Regions from separate parts of the Mus musculus genome. Here region 2 is linked to region 1. The links are chromatin contacts, called in public HiChIP or PLAC-seq maps. All regions are on one chromosome and are shown on one strand. Each heading gives the region's core, a stretch centred on a gene start, on an enhancer-like site or on the middle of the called end of the contact. The rest is flanking DNA. Distances are from core to core; before and after follow the strand shown.

Region 1 (7,905 bases), core at 4,335-6,834:
CATTTCCTCTCCATTCTACGGAGGGCAGGAAGGAGAGACCAACAACAGAGAGCACAGTGACCAGGCAGCTCTTGGGGAAGCACAGATTACAATCCAACCCCCTTTCCCCATGTACCTCCTCCATCTTCAGTGCCTAAACATGTATGTCAAGGAGGTACCAATTAGGCAGTAATTCCAGAGACCCTGGAGGCCAGGCCTCACCGTCAGGAGCCCCCTGGCTGTCCTCTTGTTCTTCTCCTCCAGCTCCTCAATCAGGGTGCTGAACCGGCAGATCTCCCCAGTGGCCAGGGAATCAAACTCTTCCTGCTGCTTCAAGATGTCCCCGTCTAACCCCTCCAGTTGTGCTAAGAGGGCAGTCTGCTGTTGCTGCAGGAACTGGCTCAGATGCGCAAACTGTGAGATCACCTGTTGCCTCTTGGTGGCCACCTGAGTCTGAGAAGGGAAGATGAGAGCCAGGGAGAACATTTTACTCTCCTCACAGCGAGATCTTCTCCCATCTTTTCCCCCTCTTCCTGTGGCATCTCATCTGTCCTTTCTTCCCTTTCCTTATAAATTCCCACTTCCCTCTTGATCTATGCCCACACCTCCCAAGGTTAGGCAGTAAAATCAGAGCCCCCTACTCCTGCCTGCTCCTCAGCCCCCATAAGGATGTGGAGCTATGTTCTTTCAGCTTGTCACTCCATTTCTGGGAGCGACACAGCCCAGCTATTGCCTCCCTATCACTACTGTGGCTTCTAAAAGGGGCTCAGAGTAGACCCCAGAGATGCTGGCCTCGTACACATCACCAGGCTGTTAGAGGCAGGATCGCACTAATTCCTGCACTGATTTGATAAGGAAATGAACCTTAATCTCCATTCTTACAGGTGAGTACGTCAAAGTTAGAGAATCGATGGAAGAAATAATATCAAAGACAGGATTCCGATTCAGAGAGCTCCACGTCTCTGCTCTGTGAGCCTTAGACTCTGGGAGAAGGAGCTGGGCCTGGGGAGGGTGGAGACGTACCAGGAGCACCTGTATTCTTTTGTTTTCTCTTGACTGGGTTTCTTGAATCTCTTCTCTCTCTTTCCTTAGACACACGAGACACTTCTGTATTTGTTCCTGGGTAGAAGGAGCATGAAGTATTAAGATGCAGAAAGTAACTGTAGAGGGATGTCCCTCCCTTCTATGCGTGGAAGCAAAGTGCGCTGGGGATGAGTGTGAACCCCAGCACCTTGAGAGATTCAGGGTCTTCGTTCTTGTTCTCATTTTGAGGCTGGATCTCATGTAGTCCAGGCTTACCTCAAACTCAGGATCTTCTTGCCTCAGTTTTCCCAACAGTAGGATCATAGGTGAGCACCCCCAGACCTGGCCTTGAGTCTTATGACTCTTGCTTTATGTCCTAGAGATTTTGAGCAGGGCTTCCCCCCATTCTCATCTACCATCAAAGGTCATGACTTTGCTTCTCCTTTGAGCCCTTCTCTGCGTTAAACAGCTACCTACTTTTGCATCTGCCAAGTATTACCTATGAGCTCCACATGTTCTTAGCTGGAACTGAAATCATGTCACCCAGAGGAAATACATGCAAACAACGTCTCCCTTTTTACTAGAACCAATAATCTAGAAATGGTACACAAGGTGAGAAGAAATTTAGATGCAAAAATAATTGATGCCCAGTTTTATAAATTGTTCTAGATTAGAGTTAGGAACAAGCAAACACATAAATATCTATGTGTGTATGTGTGTTTAGAAATACATACAGACAAGCTGGGGATGTAGCTCAGTTATTAGAGCGCTTGCTTAGCATGCACAGGACTCCTAACCCTGCATCAAACGAGTGTGGCAGCATATGCCTATAATCCCTTCATCCAGGGGTAGAACTAGAAGAATCAGAAATTCAAGGTCATCCTAGGCTATATAATTAGTCTGAGGCAAGCTGGTCTCACTATGAAAAGATCACTAATAAATTGCTACATCATACATACAAATGCCTGCTCATAACAAAATATGGTATAAAAGCAACTAAAACCAGCAATGCACTCACTTAATGGAAAATAAAAAAGTATATGCCACAAATATTCACCCAACCAGCCCATTCAGTTACACGCTTCAAACAGAACACACTCAGACCATCCCTCCACAAACAAGGCGTTCACTCTTGTACATAAACAAGCACTGTCATTCCCTAAAATCCAAACTTCAAGCACACTTAACTGATACAGGACACACACACACGTTTGATGGTTCATCCGTTCAGAAAGGATTTACTATGGTCCACAAGGAAACAACATAGAACTCTTAATTATAACTCCGTGCTTCTCTGTGCTTCAGTATGTGCCTGGCTGATCAAATAAGGTAAAAAAAATTGGAGTCCGGATGCTCCTTCCAGCCCAGAATCCACACCACCTTTCTACTTCCCTTAGTCCAATCCAGCTCTCTCAAGGGTGCCCCAGAGCCCCTTCCTACCCTGTAGGGATCCTCTCCTACCCTGTAGGGACCTGCTGCGTCCTCCAGGAAGCGCACAGTGTGAGCCCCATGCTGTCCGGTTTCGCGGCATACCACACACAACTGTGCCTCATCCTCCTCGCAAAAGAAGTAGATTTTCTCCCCGTGTTCCGGACAGGCATCCTCCACCTCCAGGCCTCGCGTGGACGCCAGCTGAAGGCGCTCGATGTTCTCCACCACATTGGCCAGCTGCCAGTTGGGCCGGAAGCTCCCTGGGCGGAAGGGCTCTTTGCAGAGCGGGCAGCTGAGGGACTCCTCTGATTCTGGACCTGGGATCTCGCAGTAGCGAGTGAGGCAGCCACGACAGAAGTTGTGGCCACAGTCAATGGTGACTGGCTCCCTCAGGGTGCCTTGGCAGATGGGGCAGTTGACCTCATCTGCCAGGCTAGTCACAGAAGGAGCTGAGGCCATGTCAATCCTACCAGGCCTTCTGACGCTGGAAGTCACCGTCTCTGCTCACCCTCCACACCCACATCAGGCCTGAACACCAACATAGTCACCCACACTGGGACAAGGGACCCAGTTACATCTCTGGCACCAGAGCCCCTTGTCCTGCTCTCCCAGGAGCAGACACACTCCTGCCAACAGCATAGGTGAAGAAATAGAGGAGGAAGGCCCAGGGGCTCAAAGCACCATAAGTTAACTCTCTGGACCAGTTCCCATGGCCTGGAGCTCACTGCAACTTTCTGTCCACCCGAAGCTGCTCACAGTCTCTCAGCAGACCACTGTTGAAAGAGATCTTTTCTTCAGGGGCAGGGAGGAGCTTGACTCACAGCTACTGCCACCCCAGCTCTTAAACATAGCCACCTGTCTCCAGGGAGATTGGAGGTATCAGCCAGTACAAGGCTAGTGGCCAGGGGAGTGTGGGGACTCAGATAAGGCTCTTGAGCTGGGGTGTGCACAGCACAAGGAACTGTGGTGATGCCTCCATGGTCCTATAACAGGCTTTAAAAGAGGGCCGAGAGAAGGGAAAAAAAAAACAAAAACAACAACAACAACAACAACAACAAAAAACGTATGAGGGAGGAAAAATAGAGCCAGCATTATTTATTTATTTATTTATTTATTTATTTATTTATTACCATGACTACATATCTCCCACTGATAGACGGAAGCACTTTAAACAGTTTTTTTTTTTTTTTTTTAATTCCACCTTGGCTCTATCACATCCTGCTGTTTGGACCTCCATTTTGCAAGCTCCTCCAGGTTCCCTCCACTCATCCAAGGGGAACCAACAGAGTGCAGGTGACTGTGATCTATCTGCAAGTCAAAGCTATGTGTCTTCCAGGAGATTCAGTCTACCAGAAACCCAAAGGACAAACAGACATGGTGGCACATGCCTGTGATCTCAGCACCTGTTATCCAGAGATGGGAGAATCAGGAGTCCTCAAGACCAGCCTCTGCTTGTATAGCAGCTCAGAGGCCAGTCTGAGCTACGTGAAATGTGTCTTGAGGAAAAAAACAATCAGTGAAAGTCACATATATGCAATGTAAATGTTTCTGGTTGCCAATATGAGCTGGGCCCCAATGGAACAGAATTATATATAAAGGGACATTATTGGGAAACCGGGTATTTTGAATACTGACAGTAAACTCACTAATAGATTGCTAAAGTTCTTTAAATTATATAGTTTTTATTATTACTGTGTATATGTGTGTATGTGTGTGCATGTGTAGGTGTGTGTGCATGTGTATATATGTGTGTGCATGTGTGCATGTGTAGGTGTGTGTGTGTGTGTGCGCGCGCTTGCGCGCTCGTATTCTGGCATAAATGTAGAAATCAAAGGACAACTTTGTGGAGTGAGTTCTTGCCTTCAACCATGTTGGTCCCAGGGCTAGAACTCAGGTCTTTGGCTTGGCAGCAGTTGCTTTTACCTGATGCGGCATCACACCGGCCCATGTTAAATTTTTTAATGACACCGTGGTTGTGTGGATGAATTCCTCACTCTGAGGAGATATATGTTGTATTTATGGAAGAGAGAGCAGATGGCCCAATACTTACAAAATTCAAAAATGCACAAAGGCATTCATGCCACTATTTCTCCACACTATCAATAAATTTGAATGTTTCTCATAATAAGGGTGAGAAAAATATTATAAGACAAAAAGTAAATATTAGTAGTATATTTAAGTTAGTCCAATGTTTCCAAAAATATTTTTGAGCATAGAGTCAACATGAAATACTAGCGATATATCACATGTCTCTGTAGTGATGTGAAATCGTTTATACAAACAGCACATCTCAGCCAGGGCCGACCACATATAATTAGACAGCTGTTCTAAGGATGCATTGTCAAGTGGGAAGGTAGGGCAGGAAGAAGGGGTGTGTGAAACATGAAAATAGGTGGGATAAAAAGACCTGGTGAGCACGAGGGTCTGGCTTTGTCCACAGGGCAGGTGAATGCCTAGGGATCCTGGCAGCTTGTCCACAGGGCAGGAGAATGCCCAGGGACCCTGGCGGCTTGATCTCTGACCCAGTTTTGGGAAGAGCTGGAATCCAAATACCCCAATGCCTTCTGTCTTGTGGCTGTCAAACTCTCTGATCCTTAGAAATCCTCTTTGCCTTTCAATTTGTATCTCTTTCTCCACACTTGTCCCAATGAGTTGTTATTAAATTGGTTGTTCTGGAGTAATTTCTTGGGGTGGTGGTGGTGGTGGTGGAGGTGGTGGTGAGTGCATATTGCCAGACGAGGGGAACGTGCATTTGGGCTCGAAATTCGAGGTCAGTCTCAACATCACAGGCTGGACTCTGATGCCACTGCCAGCCTCCTAGCCTGAACTATGGCTCTCACCTGCCCAGCGTGACAGGAAGCGGCTCCTCCCCAATGGCCTCACCTCTCTGTAGCCAAGAGATTCCAGGAAACCCCATTTCCAAGTGACCTCATGATGCAATACGCTGCTCCCCACCCAAGGGACCGAAGGCGACAGGAGTGGAGAGCTAGGTCACCTGCCTGCCCCTGGGAAACGCTGGGTAGTCAAGACGCCCTGGAGTTTGGACCTGCTTAGCTGCTGGGTTCTGGGCGTGGCAGCCAGGTGACCTCGCTGAGCTGACATTCCTGCCTTTCTTTCAGCCTCCGATTCCTTTGCTTCTGTGACAGTGACGCACTTAAAAGTGACTCAGTTTCAGGGAAAGGAAATTGGAGTGGACCGAGTCAGAAGACTGTGGACAGGCAGGGGAAGGCACGGTGATGCCCTCAACCCGGTCCCTGCGGGGACTTCACCAAGTAGCCTGTCCTGTCTGCACCCGACCCTTGCAGGATGCGGTGACCACAGCCTGCGGACACACTGTCTGCCTACTCTGCCTCCCGCGCACCCCAATGGGAGCCCAGCTGCTGTGCCCTCTCTGTCAGGGGGCAGAAGAGGAGAAAATCCAGGCCGCAGTGGCCCCGGTGTCCCTAGGTCCCCTGAGCGAGACCTACTGTGAAGAGCACGGAGAGAAGATCTATTTCTTCTGTAAGACAGACGCGGAGCTGCTCTGCGTGTTCTGCAGGGAGGGCCCCGCCCACCAGGCACACACTGTGGGGTTCCTGGATGAAGCCATCCAACCCTACAGGGTAAGGAGCTGAGGCGCTGCTTCGTGGGGGCAGGATGGTGACCTGATGTGGGTGAGTGAAGGAAAAGGGATAGAGATTTACTGTCTAAAATCCTCTCAGTCCTCCTCTTTGCTCCTGGTTTCCCTGCGGGCACATACACCTTACTTACCACACACTTTCTATCTCCATAGTGCCACCCAACCCAATTCTTGCCCTAAATGGTGATACAATGAAGGTCAAGGATTAGGACTCTTGTCAGTTTGAATCTCTCAGCCTCGGTGGTGTGTCCACAACATAGCACACGGTATTTGCCAGTGGGATTATTCACCGACCCTCTGCTTTCTTTTTTCTGACAGGATCGTCTCAGGAGTCGGTTAGAAGCTCTAAGAATGGAGAGGGACAAGATAGAAGATAGGAAATGTCAAGAAGACCAGAAGCTCCAGGAGGTTCTGGTAAAGATCACACACACACCTATGGCTGTCTGTTCCTTTGTTCCAGTTTGTTTGTTTAGGTACAGAGTCTCATGTAGCTCAAACTGGCCTCAAAGTCACTACTTAGCGGATCCTATTTTCTCTGCCCCCACAGGTGCTGGAATTACAGGCATGTGCCACCATCCTAACATGTTGGGTAGCTAGCTCAGTATGAACAGTGGTTGCGTAGAATACATGGAGCCCTATATTCAATACTCAGCACTGAATAGGAGTGTTCTATAATTGCAGCACTTGGGTGATGGAGTTAAGAGCGTCAAAAGCTCAATGTCATCTTTGACTTCATTGTGAATTGAGTTTGAGGCCAGCCTAGAATGCATAAGACATGGACATGTATCTCAAGAAAAAAAATAAATTACAACAGTTATTCATGAGTCTAAAGAAGACATAGTAGTTAGTTTTGTGTGGTTAGTTTTGTTGTTGTTTTTGTTTGTTTGCCAAATTGACTCAAGCAAGGGTCATCTGGGAAGAGGGAACCCTTCCTAAATGAGGAATTGAAAACAAAAAATCAGCCGAGAAAAACATTTCTTTCAGATTGGCTGTATGTGGTAAGTCTGTGAGACATCGTGATTATTGATTTGGGAGCATCCAGCCTACACTGGGTCCGTGGTCCTAACAATCTAAGCAAGCAGGCTGAGCATGCCACGGAGAACCTGCTGTTTCTTCACAGCCTCTGCCTCTGGGCTCCTGTTTGAGTTCCTGCTCTGGGTTCTCTCAGTGATGCACTGAGATGTGAAAGTAGAAAATGAAATAAATCCTTTCCTCCTCAACTTGGTTTTTGCCAACGTTCTATCATAGCACAGAGAAGAAAACTAAAACAGTAGAATATTATAGCTATGAAAGGATTTTTTTTTAAGTTAAGTGTGACTCTAAAGAGTTCCATATGATATTGTTACAATCTCTGGCTAAGACAACAGCTCAGAGCTCATCATCTGCAAGTGTATCTTGGGATCTATCTCTTTCTACCATTGTATTATTTAAAGAAATGAGTCCTGTAATGGCTTACTCCTGTCTCTTAATAAGTACACAGATGATCCTTATGGGAGCCAGTTCTGAGCCTCCCCCATATCCTCACAGATGCAGGTTGAAAGCAAAAAGCATCAGGTAGAAGCTGCTTTTGAAAGGCTGAAGCGGGAGCTTGTGGACCAGAGATGCCTCCTGCTGAACAGGCTGGAGGAACTAGAACGGCAGATCTGCAAGGAGAGGGAAGAGTACATCAGCAAAGTCTCCCAGGAGGTCGACCGGCTGAGTACCCAGGTGGAGGAGCTAGAGGAGAAGTGTCAGCAACCAGCAAGTGAGCTTCTGCAAGTAAGAGACTCCACAACCCTACCACCTAGTGCGACAGCAGAGGGTTTACAGGAAGCAGGTGCTGGAAGGTGATGGGGATTACCTCGATTGAGAAG
Region 2 (7,195 bases), core at 3,475-5,974, 340 kb before region 1:
CTTTCACTTTCTTGTACACATACCTGCCGCTAAGATGGTAGGCTATGTTTTGAGCAGCATTACTATGCTAGAATTCCTGGGCTTCACTGTGGATACCTACTCCTGGCCACAATCCTACCAATGGCCAGGTACTGAGCACAGAAGATCATGACTACCTTTAACTACAGCTGCCTTACCTCCTTCTTTACTGTCCCTCCTATTTATATTTCCTTCTTTAAGTATTCCTTCTGTTGGCCTCATACTAATACTAGTGTGCTTAGCTCATATGTTTGAATGCTTAGTCCCTAATTGGTAGAACAGTTTTGGTAGCATTAGGAGGCATAGCCCTTTTGGAGGAGGTATACCAATGAAGGGTGGGCTTTGAGGTCTCAAAAGCTCACACCAGACCTCTCTAAACAGTACAACAATGGCTCAGACTCTAAGATCAACAATTAACAAATGGGACCTCATGAAACTGAAAAGCTTTTGTAAGGCAAAGGACACTGTTACTAGGACAAAAGGGCAGCCTAGAGATTAGGATAGGCTCTTCATCAACCCTACAACCAACAGAAGACTAATAGCCAAAATATATAAAGAACTCAAGAAGTTAGACTCCAGCAATAACCCAAGTTGAAAAATGGGGTGCAGAGCTTAACAGAGGATTGTCAACAAAGGAGTCTTAAATGGCCGAGAAGCTCTTAGATAAATATTTAAAGTCCTTAGTCGTCAGAGAAATGCAAATCAAAACAACCCTGAGATTCCATTTTACACCATCAGAATGGCTAAGATTAAAAAAAAAAAAAAAACAGAGTCAAAAGGACATGCATGGTTTATACTCACTTATAAGTGGGCATTTGCCATAAAAATGCAAGATAAATATGCTACAACCCACGGACCCAAAGAAACTTAGTAATAAGGAGGTCCCAATGTAGAATGCATGAATCTCACTCAGAAGGGGAAAGGTGGCACATGCTTTTAATCCCAGTACTGAGGAGGCAGAGGCAGGTGGATCTCTGTAAGTTCAAGACCAGCCTGGTCTACAAAGGGAGCTCCTGGACAACCAGGGAACACAGAGAAACCCTGTCTCAAAGAGAACATGAATAACGTCCTGAATGAATTAAAAGAATATACAAATAAACACATGGATGAAATAAGAAGAACAATAGAGGAAACAATGAAACATATTCAACAAAGATGTACCAATACTGGGAAAAAGGAAATCAAAATTTTGGAAATAAAATCTTAACATGTCAGATAAGAAGTTCAATGGAAAGCCACATCAATAAGATGAGCCAAGTGTCAGGCAGAATATCACAGCTTACAAAGAGGAGTTGTTAGGACAATCAGATCATGGTAAATGTGAAACGATAACAAAACACAAAGAGGACCTAGAAAATCCTGGGATTTCAGTAAAATACCAAATGTATGAATTATGAGTGTAGAGGGATGAGAAGAAGTGGGAACTAAGGGCAGATAAACTATGTCCAACAAAATAATTCTCAAATGCAGAGACAGATGACTATACTGTGAAAGGGAGCATTTAGAATGTAAAATGGGTAAGCTTAGAGGATCAAACCACATACAGAAGCATCTATTAACTGATTCTGAACAAAAATGTTAAATGCTAGCAAGGTAGATAGTTGTTTATCTTAAGCTCTAGAAAGTGTGTCCTCAACAGGACCTTCCTGTATCCTTCGGCATCTGAGAATTGAGCCCGCATCTCCAACACTAGCATGATGATAACTCTGCACTGTATCTTCCATATGCTTTGCAGTAAAGGGTCAACAGGAAGGCTCCAGGCTTTATGTGTGTGGTGCTATCTCACAGTCAGTACAGATTGTAACTCAGAAAGTCATGAACAGCAAAAGCTCTAACACCAAAATCCTAAAAGGTCAAATCTCTAAAGCTAACATCCCTGAAAGTCGTAAACATCATTATATTTCAAGTAACTACAGATATCAAGCTCTGTGCACACAACTGCCAGCCATATCGCTATGTTTACAGACTTTGCTTATTGACTAATGTCTGTAACAATATACATTCGTAAGTGTTATACCTATGTGAGCTTCGTGAACGTACTTGAGCTGAGTGCTATCCATGCAAAAAAATTGTATGTTTTGCCTAACTTGTGAGATAAAGTAATCTGTTTTCCAATGTTTTATGTTCCTTAAATAGATACTCCTTTGAAAATGTAAATAAATGATTTTAAAGTAATTTTTAAAATACTTTCAGAATTACATTTTAGAGATTTAAACTTTTGTGATTATGACATTCAAAACTGTCTTCTGAGACAGTGGTACAAACTCCTTACTGGACATCACCTGTGTAGTCCTTTTCTGCTTGGGAAAACAGCCATTGATCAAGGCAGGTTCTCCCTTCTGCAACATGGCTCCCTCAGCAGGAGGGTTTCCTTTTAGTCTCTCAGGGCCTGATTCTCCCAGCACATTCTTCTCTCAAATTAGGGAAGCCTTCTACAACTCTTATGAGTTAAGGCACTCTAAAAGCAGAATTTTATGTAGGCTATATCTGTCAATATTTATCACATTGTAAAGTAAAATTGCTGAAGCCCAGCATGATGGTGAATGCCTGTATTCCCAACATTTTGCAAGGTGGAGGTTTTGACCAGGGAAGAATTCAGGGTCGTGCTCAGATATATAAAGAATTTGGAGGCAGCCTGGGCCACTTGAGACAGAATGAGAAAGGAAGGAGTTAGGGATAAAAGAGATAAATGGAGTAAGAGAGAAAAGAAAGGAAGAGAAAGATGGCTGGAGGAATCTAGTATTCTGCAAAAGTATAGTTTAAGGGGAGGTTTGTAATCAGGGCAGCAAACACTGGCAAAGAGGTTCCCTGTCCTTGGCTTGGTCAGTGGGATAGTGGTGGTGAACTGTTTTAAAAGAGTTAAGGGTAGCCTGGTCTACATAATGAGCTCTAGGCTAACTAGAGCCTCAATGAGATCCTGTCTCAATAAATAAATGAAAATAAAATAAAGTAAAACACCGTAGACAAAAAAAAAATCAACTTCTGACCTCTATGTGTAGACACATGAACACATAAACACACGTACACTCATACACTATAAAATCATTATTGAACAATATCAATGAATAATGTATTAATAATAAGTAGAATTACTGGCTTTGTAGATGTAGTGACATCTACAATGATGGAAAGAAGAAAATAATGAGGGGAAAAATAAAAACGGCTGACCAAGGAGCATATATGAGAGCTAAGAGAGAAACCCATAACCCTTGAAATTGTCTGCAGAAGGTTCTCCCAGGCCGTCCTGAGATCCCTGCCACCTAAGGAACAGACTCCAAAATAACATTAATTAGTTGTGTGAGGCTCTCCCAATTGTAAAGCAGATTGTACTGGGAGACTCAGGTCCTCAGAGACATAAGGAAAATCCTCCTGCTGAGGGACCCATGTTGCAGAGGGTGAAAAATTAAGGCAGTTACCAGGCACCACCTGCTTTTATCAATGGCTATTTTTCCAAGTAGGAAAACATTATACAGAAGATGTACAGGAAAACACAGGGAGATCCCGGATAAAATAAAGCAGGGACTGACCTGCAGCAGACCTAGTGTGTGGGTGGGCTCATGATTCTAATGTGAGCATTTATAATTTTGCACACCATTTGAATTTATGTATCTGCTAAAGTTTATCTTTTTAGTTGTGTATATTTTATTGTATATAGTGACTTTCATGTTATTTGTAATGATGTTTGTGTATGTACATAATATATGGTACATTTGTGACCTTGAATGAACCTGGCTTCTGAGATTATTAATTTACTCTTCTTTGCTTAGATTTAGAAGTGCAACATGTTAGTGTTTGCATCTCTTGTCTTGTGTACAGGGTCTGGGCATTCTGTATGTATCATGATATAAAAGGATGAGTCTGAGAAGCACCAAGATGAGGAGATGAGCAACTGAAGGAGGCCTTGTATTCCACTGCATTTTTATTACAGAGCTCTTCACTCATATAACCAGCTAATAGCTTTATTTCCTGCAGCTGCCTGAAAGAGCTGATTATTTTGAGTCTTCCCTGCCAAACTGTGAGCTCTATTTGAGGTAAGATAATAGCAAATAAAAAGACGCTTCTGGAAGATGGGAAAGAATGGATCAAAGAAGAGAATCACTGAGAGGAAGAAAGAAATATTGGAGAATAAAAAGATAACGAGTTTAGAGAAAGAACAGGACAGAAAATGCCCTGATTTGGAATAGGATTTTTTTTTCCTGCTCTGAGTGTGAATCAAATGTCCATTCATTGGGGAAGGAAATGTCCACCCCAGCCAAGACAGGAAATGGTGAAGCATGAAAAAGCTGGATATAGTGGTGACTTATGGTAATTCCAGTGCTCTGGAAGCTGAGGCAAGAGGATCGAGGTGAATTGCAGACCAGTGTGGAATATAGTGAATGCTGGGCCTTCCTGGAATATAATTGAAACCTAAGGGAGAGAGAGAGAGAGAGAGAGAGAGAGAGAGAGAGAGAGAGAGAGAGAGAGAGAGAGACTAAGCCAGAGAAGAAGAGTCTGAATTCAGTGTGTACTTCTGAGAATGAGGATAGTACAAAAAGACCAGAAACAAATATCCATCCAGGGTTCCTAGGATGACCTGGGTATAACATGGGCTTGTGCCTGGACATCTCAGTTCTAAGCCTTGATAGCCTAAGAAAAAAGGAGTACCCAGGCAGACACAGTGGTGGCTCTTCTCCACCCCTCTCTCTTGACCAAAGGCTGAAGCAAGATGGGCACCAACTCCTCTCTGGTTACTGAGTTCGTGCTGGTGGGCTTCTCACGTCTGGTCCACCTGCAGGGCATCCTCTTCTCCCTGTTCTTGACCGTCTACCTGCTCACTGTGGCAGGCAATCTCCTCATCGTGGCGCTAGTCTCCACAGATGCAGCGTTGCAGTCTCCCATGTACTTCTTCCTCCGCATCCTCTCAGCCCTGGAGATCTGCTACACGTCGGTCACAGTCCCCTTGCTGCTGCACCATCTGCTCACTGGCCGGCGCCACATCTCGCGCTCTGGCTGCGCTCTGCAAATGTTCTTTTTCCTTTTCTTTGGTGCCACCGAGTGCTGCCTGCTGGCTGCCATGGCCTATGACCGCTATGCTGCGATCTGCGAGCCCCTGCGCTACCAGGTGCTGCTCAGCCGCAGGGTTTGTGTGCAGCTCGCGGGCGCCGCGTGGTCTTGCGGGGCTCTAGTGGGGCTGGGCCACACCTCCTTCATCTTCTCCTTGCCCTTCTGTGGCCCCAACGCTGTCCCTCACTTCTTCTGTGAGATCCAGCCGGTGCTGCAGTTGGTGTGTGGAGACACCTCGCTCAACGAGCTGCAGATTATCCTGGCTGCCGCCCTTATCATCTTGTGCCCCTTTGGCCTCATTCTTAGCTCCTACGGACGGATCCTGGTCACCATTTTCCGCATCCCATCCGCTGCTGGTCGCCGCAAAGCCTTCTCCACCTGTTCCTCCCACCTGGTAGTGGTGTCTCTCTTCTATGGTACTGCCATCTTTATCTATATCCGCCCTAAGGCCAGCTATGACCCAACCACGGACCCCCTGCTGTCCCTCTTCTATGCTGTGATCACCCCCATCCTCAATCCTGTCATCTACAGCCTGAGGAATGCAGACGTCAAGGCCGCCCTAAAAAGAAGCATCCAGAAAATGGGGCCCTCCGAGATTTGACAAAGGGTGGGAGGTGACTCTTGAACAGAATTCCGTGTTCCACATTACCAAGGATCAAAGGAGAGAAGACCTGGAACACAGACTTACCTTAAAGAGCTATTGACTCCCTCAACATTCACTCATCTATTCTGTCTTCTGTTACAAAGGGTTGATTTTGCCAAAGTAAATTGGCCCAGAGGTGGTGGCAGTGCATGCCTTAAATTCCAGAAGTCCAGAGGCAAAGGCTAGGAGAAAATCACACACACACACACACACACACACACACACACACGACTATGGAGGTGATAAAATTTTCACCTATATACAGAGCAATAGTCCTGAACGTTATCTGGCATTGAGACATAGGGTTACTTCCAGACTGTATACTAATTCAGTATTAGTATACAGTTATATATAGCTAGCACACATAAGTAGATCCATAGAGGAGGAGGAGGAGGAGGAAGAGGAGGAGGAAGAGGAAGAGGAGGAGGAAGAGGAGGAAGAGGAGGAAGAGGAGGAAGGGGAGGAAGGGGAGGAGGAGGAGGAGTAGGAGGAGGAGGAGGAGGAGGAGGAGGAGGAGGAGGGTAATCTGTCCCTAGTAAAAACAAATCTCTTAAAAAGTGAAAGGCAATCAGAAAGAATCATGGAAGTCAGATCTTATTAACGCTAATACAGCATAGAGTTTGAAAGGATTAATATTGATGCACTTAAATTCAAGTATTTTATTTGGGGTTTTTTGTTGGTTTTCTTGTGGTTCTTTTTTGTTGTTGTTGTTGTTTTCGTTTTGTTTTTCACTGTTTTGTTGTTTTGGGGTGGGTTGGGGGAGTTGGTTGGTTGGTTGGTTTGTTTTGTTTATTTGTTTTTTTTATTGGGCTTATAAACCTTTTTTTCCATTTTTTATTAGGTATTTAGCTCATTTACATGTTTATTTGTTTTTGTGTTGGTTGGTTGGTTGGTTGGTTGTTGGTTGGTTGGTTGGTTGGTTGGTTGGTTGGTTGGTTGGTTAGTTTTTGACGGAGTCTGCTAGAGCTCTGGCAGGTGTCAAACTCATTATGTAAACTAACCTGGCCTTAAACTCCTGATTCCCCACCTCTGCCTCCCAAGTGTTGAGATTATAGATGTATGCCACCACACCTGGCTTGAATTCAAATCCTAATTTTTTTTTTCAACTAATCAGCTGTGTGATCATAAACAAATGAAATTGTCTGCACTTTAAATCTTTATCCATAGAACTTAAATTACAAAGAAGTCAATTACTCTGAGAGCTTGTGAAAACCCATGCTACATGGGTATCTCTACAAATATTTTTAATAGTAAGTCAGACAGATTTGTACAGAAAGCAGTGTCCATCTCACAGTGTGTGCCTTTGCTGGGGGAATAAGGGTATTTTTATGTCGATGAGGTTGGTACTTAGAAAACTCAGAGGAAGGTAGAGAAAGATATCACACAAGACTGCAGGAAAATGCCCCCCCCCCCCCGCCGCCCCCTGCATCAGTGAAACAAACCAAGAGCATCCAGGACACTGAAGAGGAATATAATGGCCCTGAAATACAA

Evidence for each region. HiChIP or PLAC-seq counts read pairs in DNA pulled down with a chosen protein or histone mark.
Region 2: a contact with region 1 is called in an H3K27ac HiChIP or PLAC-seq map of microglia, with 8 times the contacts expected there. The contact joins the promoter of Olfr95 here to the promoter of Trim15 in region 1. A contact is called at or near these places in 8 of 39 promoter capture datasets (the SN4741 cell line, cancer-associated fibroblasts, embryonic stem cells and 5 more), 5 of 15 datasets of contacts at CTCF or cohesin (the NIH/3T3 cell line, large pre-B cells, pro-B cells and 1 more), 1 of 484 Hi-C or Micro-C datasets (embryonic stem cells), 10 of 115 datasets of contacts at active chromatin or transcription factors (acute myeloid leukemia, embryonic basal ganglia, embryonic hindbrain and 4 more) and 3 of 9 other capture datasets (adipose tissue, embryonic stem cells and liver).

Annotation. Positions count from the first base shown.
Region 1 is chr17:36,864,866-36,872,770 of GRCm38.p6, reverse strand. It overlaps Trim15 (tripartite motif-containing 15), which reads left to right and starts at 5,584. Exons shown (of 7, transcript NM_001024134.2): 1 at 5,584-6,035; 2 at 6,371-6,466; 3 at 7,580-7,810. The coding sequence starts at 5,670. Trim10 (tripartite motif-containing 10) reads right to left here and starts at 3,197. Exons shown (of 7, transcript NM_011280.2): 1 at 2,464-3,197; 2 at 1,003-1,098; 3 at 202-432. The coding sequence starts at 2,892.
Region 2 is chr17:37,209,380-37,216,574 of GRCm38.p6, reverse strand. Olfr95 (olfactory receptor 95) reads left to right here and starts at 4,724. Exons shown (of 1, transcript NM_146513.1): 1 at 4,724-5,662. The coding sequence starts at 4,724. The coding sequence ends at 5,662.